2 separate regions of the Anser cygnoides genome follow, and region 1 is linked to region 2. A link is a contact called in public Hi-C data. All regions are on one chromosome and are shown on one strand. The core of a region is the stretch at or near the end of the contact, and the rest is flanking DNA. Distances in the headings are between cores, read along the strand shown.

Region 1 (2,700 bases), core at 2-2,501, 130 kb before region 2:
ATTTCACACAAACGCAACCAACCTGCTCATCTTTGACTCCTGGTATTTTTGCCATGAGAAGTGCTTACAGCCAGTCATGACGCATCCACTGGTCTACTGAGAACTGGAATGAGATCGCCACAGTCACCTCACAAAAGCCAGGTCATAGTTCTTAGAGTTCAGCCTGCACACAAACATAAACAGGTATTCGGTAACAGAAGCATTGGCAACAAGCTTCCAACATGTGATATTTTCAGAAATGAATCAAGTACTGCAGGTTTTTATTTAATTTCATATCTATGAAACAATCTGTAACAATAATCTGAGTTATTTCTCCTGAAATTAAACACAGAATTTCCCCAGAAATTCAGCCCTCTTTCTACAGAGCAGAGTGCTAGTGCTGGTGGCATTTTCTCTGTTACAGAGAGGTAGATATAACCAGTTTGCATTCACAGATGTTTAGCCACCGTCATGTTCAGCAGCAATGACCTGCTCTTCGCAATCATAACCTTTATATCATTACAAGATAAGTATTACATAGATTTGTGTATTTTTTCCAGGAAGTAAGTATGACTACAGCGCAGCCATGAAGCACCCGGACATTTCCGCAGCCGTTGAACTAAAAGCAATTATTTCGGAGAAGAAGTCGGCGCTGTCATGGGCTTAACAGCTCACTCAGATTTCTCTCCTTTTGCCTCGCTGCAGGTGCAAGCACTCTGTGCTTGGAGGAGGCTGAACAGCAGGGCCAACGCGCAAAGACAGCTTTGGCATTCAAATCCCTGTATTTCTTCCTAGCATTGGAGGGAGGGGCAGCTTTGGTTAATCTTTTTGGTGAGCAAAGTGTATTAGCAGCTGGTGGTGCTTCCCACAAACACGGGGTTGTGCACTTTTTAAATTAATACCCCCCTTCCCTTCCCTTCCCTTCCCTTCCCTTCCCTTCCCTTCCCTTCCCTTCCCTTCCCTTCCCTTCCCTTCCCTTCCCTTCCCTTCCCTTCCCTTCCCTTCCCTTCCCTTCCCTTCCCTCCCCACCCGGGCCCTCCCCAGGCCGCCGCCGACCCCCCCCCGCCCATCAGCCGGTAGCGGCGGTGCGCGCACGCGCAGACGAGGGTGCGCAGAGGAGCAACGGCGCATGCGCACCGAGGCCGACTCCGATCTCCGTGTGTGGCGGCGGCGGCCGAGGGGCGCTCCTTGTGCGCGGCGGGTGAGGGCCGGGGGCCGCGGGGGGCGCCTCACGCTCCGCGGGGGGGCCCGGGGCGGGTGTCTGGGGGCAGGGGGGCGGTACCGGGCGAGGCGCGGCACCGGCGGTCCTGTGCGGGCGTCCCCCGGGCCCAGCGCGGCCGTTGCGGCGCCCGGCAGCGGGCGAGGCGCTGCCCCCAACGGCCGCCCCCAGCGGCTGCCCCCAGCGGCTGCCCCGGCGCCCCCGGCCCCGCCGCCCCTTCGGTGCCGGCGCCGCGGGTGCCTCCTGCCGCCGCGGAGGCCTCCGGCGGGGGGGCCGAGGCGGCACGTAGCGGGCCGCCGGCGAGGCTGCGGAAGGGGTTTTCCGTCATAGCCTATAAGCTAGTGGTAGGGAAGCTGTGGGTAACAACGCATCCTCTAGAAAAGAACTGTACGAGTAATTTTTTCAGTCTATTACGTAGTAGTAGCTGTTCGAATGAAACCAGATTCGTCTGTTTTCCCGTTTCCCCTGATATTGCAGGGAAAAAAAAAAACACATTCCATTGAAGCGTTTTCTGTAATTTGTGCGTAACGTGTCGTGTGTCCGATGTGGGTTTAAAGGTGCAGCACCATGGTTATGAAGGCTTCAGTCGAAGATGACGATTCGGGATGGGAGCTCGGTATGCCTGACAAGATGGAAAAGAGTAATACAAGCTGGATAGATATAACCCAGGACTTTGAAGAAGCCTGTAGAGGTGAGTTTTAAACTTAAACCCTTGGAGAACTGAGAATAATTTTTTGGTTTAGTAGTTTGACCCGCGTTCAAGATCCAGATGAGTGGACCACACTGATGCTATGGTTCCCTGTGTTTGATTTACTGCAAGGCTAGAAATATCAGAAGAACCTTGCCTAGCTTCTTTCAGATTACATAAATATCTTCTCTAGTCATGTTTTTTCTGTTGTTATCGTATGCATTTTTGCATCTGATTTTTTTTTCTTTGCAAAGAGTTTTTCCTGTCTCATGCTAAGTGGAAAGCCCTCTCATCCATGCAGAATCAACATTTTTTTCTGTACATTTTTGAATCTGCAGCATCTGATGATTTTTTTTTCATTTAATTGGTCAGTGCTTCATTTTTCATCTTTGAAATAAGGGTGACTTTCAGAGGAGATGCAATACGTCCCACTCGCAGGGAAACAATTGGTTTCATTTAAATGACCACCTTTATGGTTATTAGCTATTAGTTTACTATGACAGCAAGTTTTTTTAATTGATTTTATGATGACATTAAGGAAAAAATGTAAAACTTCAGCTTACCACACAACGAAGTTACACAACGATAGACACAATTTCCTTATACTTTGAAATAATTCCCTTTTATTGGTGATCTGTACTTCGTTTGCTTATCGAACACATCTAAAGGCTTTGTTAAAAATAATGAGAAAAAGTAAGCATTTCCGTAAATACCTTCTCTGGAAAAATTAGACATCTTCATAAAGGAGCACGGAAAAGTGATGTCCCGTGTTTCAGGCTATTCAAATGCTACTGTTGGGTAATTTTAAACCCCT
Region 2 (2,700 bases), core at 6-2,505:
TACTAAGTATACTTATTTCATAGTAATGTGGTATTATCTAAAAAAATAACCTGCGTTACCAGTTAGCTCTCCAGACTTGGTCATGTCTGCATTCTTACTGTAAAATACTTACAGAGAGCTGCAACTCAAGCAATAGTTTAAATAGTTTTAGTTTTTAAATAGTCAATAGTTTAAACCTGCATGGGCTGTGAAAGTGGGCACTACCTGGAAGAGATCAGTCAAACACACGAAGCAGTGCTTACAACTACACTGAATATTCGGTTGTTTAACTACTGCCACATAGAACCAAACAAGAAAAAATTTCGAAAAAAGATATATGAGGTTAAGGTGCAGAGAAAGCTAGGGAAGCACTTAAGTAGGAAACATACTTCTGTTGTCTTTAATATGGAAGTATAGTGCTTGATGTTCTTGACTTTTTTTCTTTTTTTTTTAAATTCTGCAGGCCCCAAAGGCGCCCTCAGGCACATCAGTGTCTGCTTTCTACAGGCTTGAAGCTTTTAGAGTTTATATGGCTTGTACGCAGAAGAACTTTGCTCTCACATGTGTTGACAAAATAAGCTGTACACCTGTCCTAAGGGGGCTGAACTCACAGTCTGCTGTGCGTTATCAGGGAGATGCAGCCATTCTAGCCAGGAGCAAAAACGAAAAAGAAAAAAAAAAACAAACCACAAAGTCCAGCTCGCACAAAGCGAACTTGCTACCTGTTTCACGAAAGACACGTCCGCCGAACCTGTGCTCCGGTGACCTACGAACGGCTCACCCCGGAGTCATCCCGGGGTGCAAACCCACGCCCAGGCAGCAGGCCGGCGACGAGGCACGCCCGGCGCCGCCAGGAGCCGCGTCCCCGAGGGGGGCAGCGGGGAGGAAGGCGGCCGGGCCGGTTACCGGCGGGGGGTCACCACCACCGCCACCACCGCCACCACCACCTCCACCTCCTCCTCCTCCTCCTCCCTCCGCCCCCGGCACCGGCGCGGGGCGCAGCCGGCCCGACCCGGAGCGGCTCAACGGCCGCAACCCGGCAGCCCGCGGCGGAGGGGCCCCGTCCCGTCCCGTCCCGTTCCGTCCCCGGTCAGCGCCCACGGAGAGAAGCGAAGCGCACTCACCCGCCGCCGGCCAGCCCGACCCCTACGGCCGGCCCGCCATTACGTCGCGGCGGAAGAGCCGCCGGTCCCTCACCGCCGCCGTCCGCGCGGCCCTTCCGGCAGCACGGCCCCGCCTCCCGCCCAGCACGGGCACGGGGCCGGTGGCGGTGCCGGTCCCGCCGCCGGGGAGCGCTGCTCGCGGCCGTGCCGTGCCGTGTCGGGGCGGGGCGGGCTGTCCGCCATTACGGGGCCCGGCCGCTTGTCGCCGCCCTGAGCGGGGGGGGGTCGCGGTGCGGTGGTGGCTGAGCCGGGCTTGGTGTTGGTGAGGGGAGCAGGAATGGCATCGCCCGGCTCGTGTGAGCGCCCTGCTTACACGGTGGTTGTTCCTCCTTGGTTTATAGGTGTACAAGCTGGTGCCCGTGGAAGCTGGGCTGCATCGATTTTGAACGACACGCTTACTAAACGCGCGAGAGCTTCATTTGTAGGTTAAATTTAAATGTAACCCGCACAGCTCTCCAAAACATCTAGCAATGCAAACACTCCAGCACGCTCCTCTGCGGCTGTGACTAGAGCAGCTTGCTACCAGCTGCAGCACGGGGATCGCGGCTTTCAAATGTAGGTCACCAAACAGGCTCCAGATTGCAAACACACGGTGTCACAGCCCGCCTTGCCAGCTGGGAGCCCTGCTAATCTCAGAAGATTGTTTTTGCTGTGCCTTGGTCCTGGTAATAGAAGAGTAAATGCGTTGGCATGAACAATCACGGTGGCTATTGAAGAACAGCCACTGTGTACAGTGCTGTTCACACGTGTAGCGGGGGCATTTCCACACCACTGGGAACCAAATCCAATCCCATATAATCTGTATGCCTCATCAGACTAGCCACCCCGGCAAAAATATCTGACATGCAAAACAAATTACTCATGAAAAATAAAAACAAATTACAGGAAGTGGGGAAAAAAGCTGGTATGGTGCGGCTTTCCTACTGGTATCTAAATGGTTTACCTTAAAAAGGAGAAGAGAAATGGCAAGCAGTCCTTCTGCTTACACCTGGGATAGGTGGGGAAGAGGCCGTATACCTGCTTTCCTGTGGAAGAAAAACTGGCACTTGCTTTATATCACCGTCTCGCTGAATAAAGTGACTTGTTTGTTTTGTGCATATTGCTTGTGCTTGCTCAGACTCTTCATCTTACTGCTTCCTGCTGTTTCTGCATGCCCCCTTTATTCTCTAATAACTTAAGAGGATCTCTTCCTACTGCTGTTTTGCATCCATATTAAAGGAACAGAGATGCTCTTATCCCACCCTAGTAGTCCTCGTAATAATTCACCTTCCCGTTCCAATCCAGTTTTCCCTTGCAAAATATGTCCATACGTACACATTTTAAAGTAGTTTAATAGTAGAGTACTATCAAAATTAAGGATGGTAGCGTCCAAAAATATGACATTATAGCCTTATAGCTGTACAGCTCAGTGCTTTGCAACCCATTTCTGGTGCCAGCTACAGAACTTGGAAGTTATTTTTGTCTTCTACTATGGCCCCTTCAAAATAAGAAAATTCTTCCGGTGAGATACTCTCTGGAGAGGACCTAGCATACTAGCATAGCTTAAATAACAAAACCA

Evidence for each region. A called contact is a pair of places that touch in the nucleus more often than the background predicts.
Region 1: a contact with region 2 is called in a Hi-C map of liver, with 6 times the contacts expected there. The contact joins the promoter of AGTPBP1 here to the promoter of TUT7 in region 2. A contact is called at or near these places in 2 of 7 Hi-C or Micro-C datasets (both in liver).

The regions. Positions count from the first base shown.
Region 1 is chrZ:42,360,403-42,363,102 of Taihu_goose_T2T_genome, reverse strand. AGTPBP1 (ATP/GTP binding carboxypeptidase 1) reads right to left here and starts at 1,251. Exons shown (of 28, transcript XM_066988424.1): 1 at 1,117-1,251; 2 at 23-163. The coding sequence starts at 55. NAA35 (N-alpha-acetyltransferase 35, NatC auxiliary subunit) reads left to right here and starts at 1,071. Exons shown (of 23, transcript XM_066988429.1): 1 at 1,071-1,180; 2 at 1,756-1,889. The coding sequence starts at 1,766.
Region 2 is chrZ:42,229,581-42,232,280 of Taihu_goose_T2T_genome, reverse strand. TUT7 (terminal uridylyl transferase 7) reads right to left here and starts at 1,255. Exons shown (of 29, transcript XM_048080525.2): 1 at 1,104-1,255.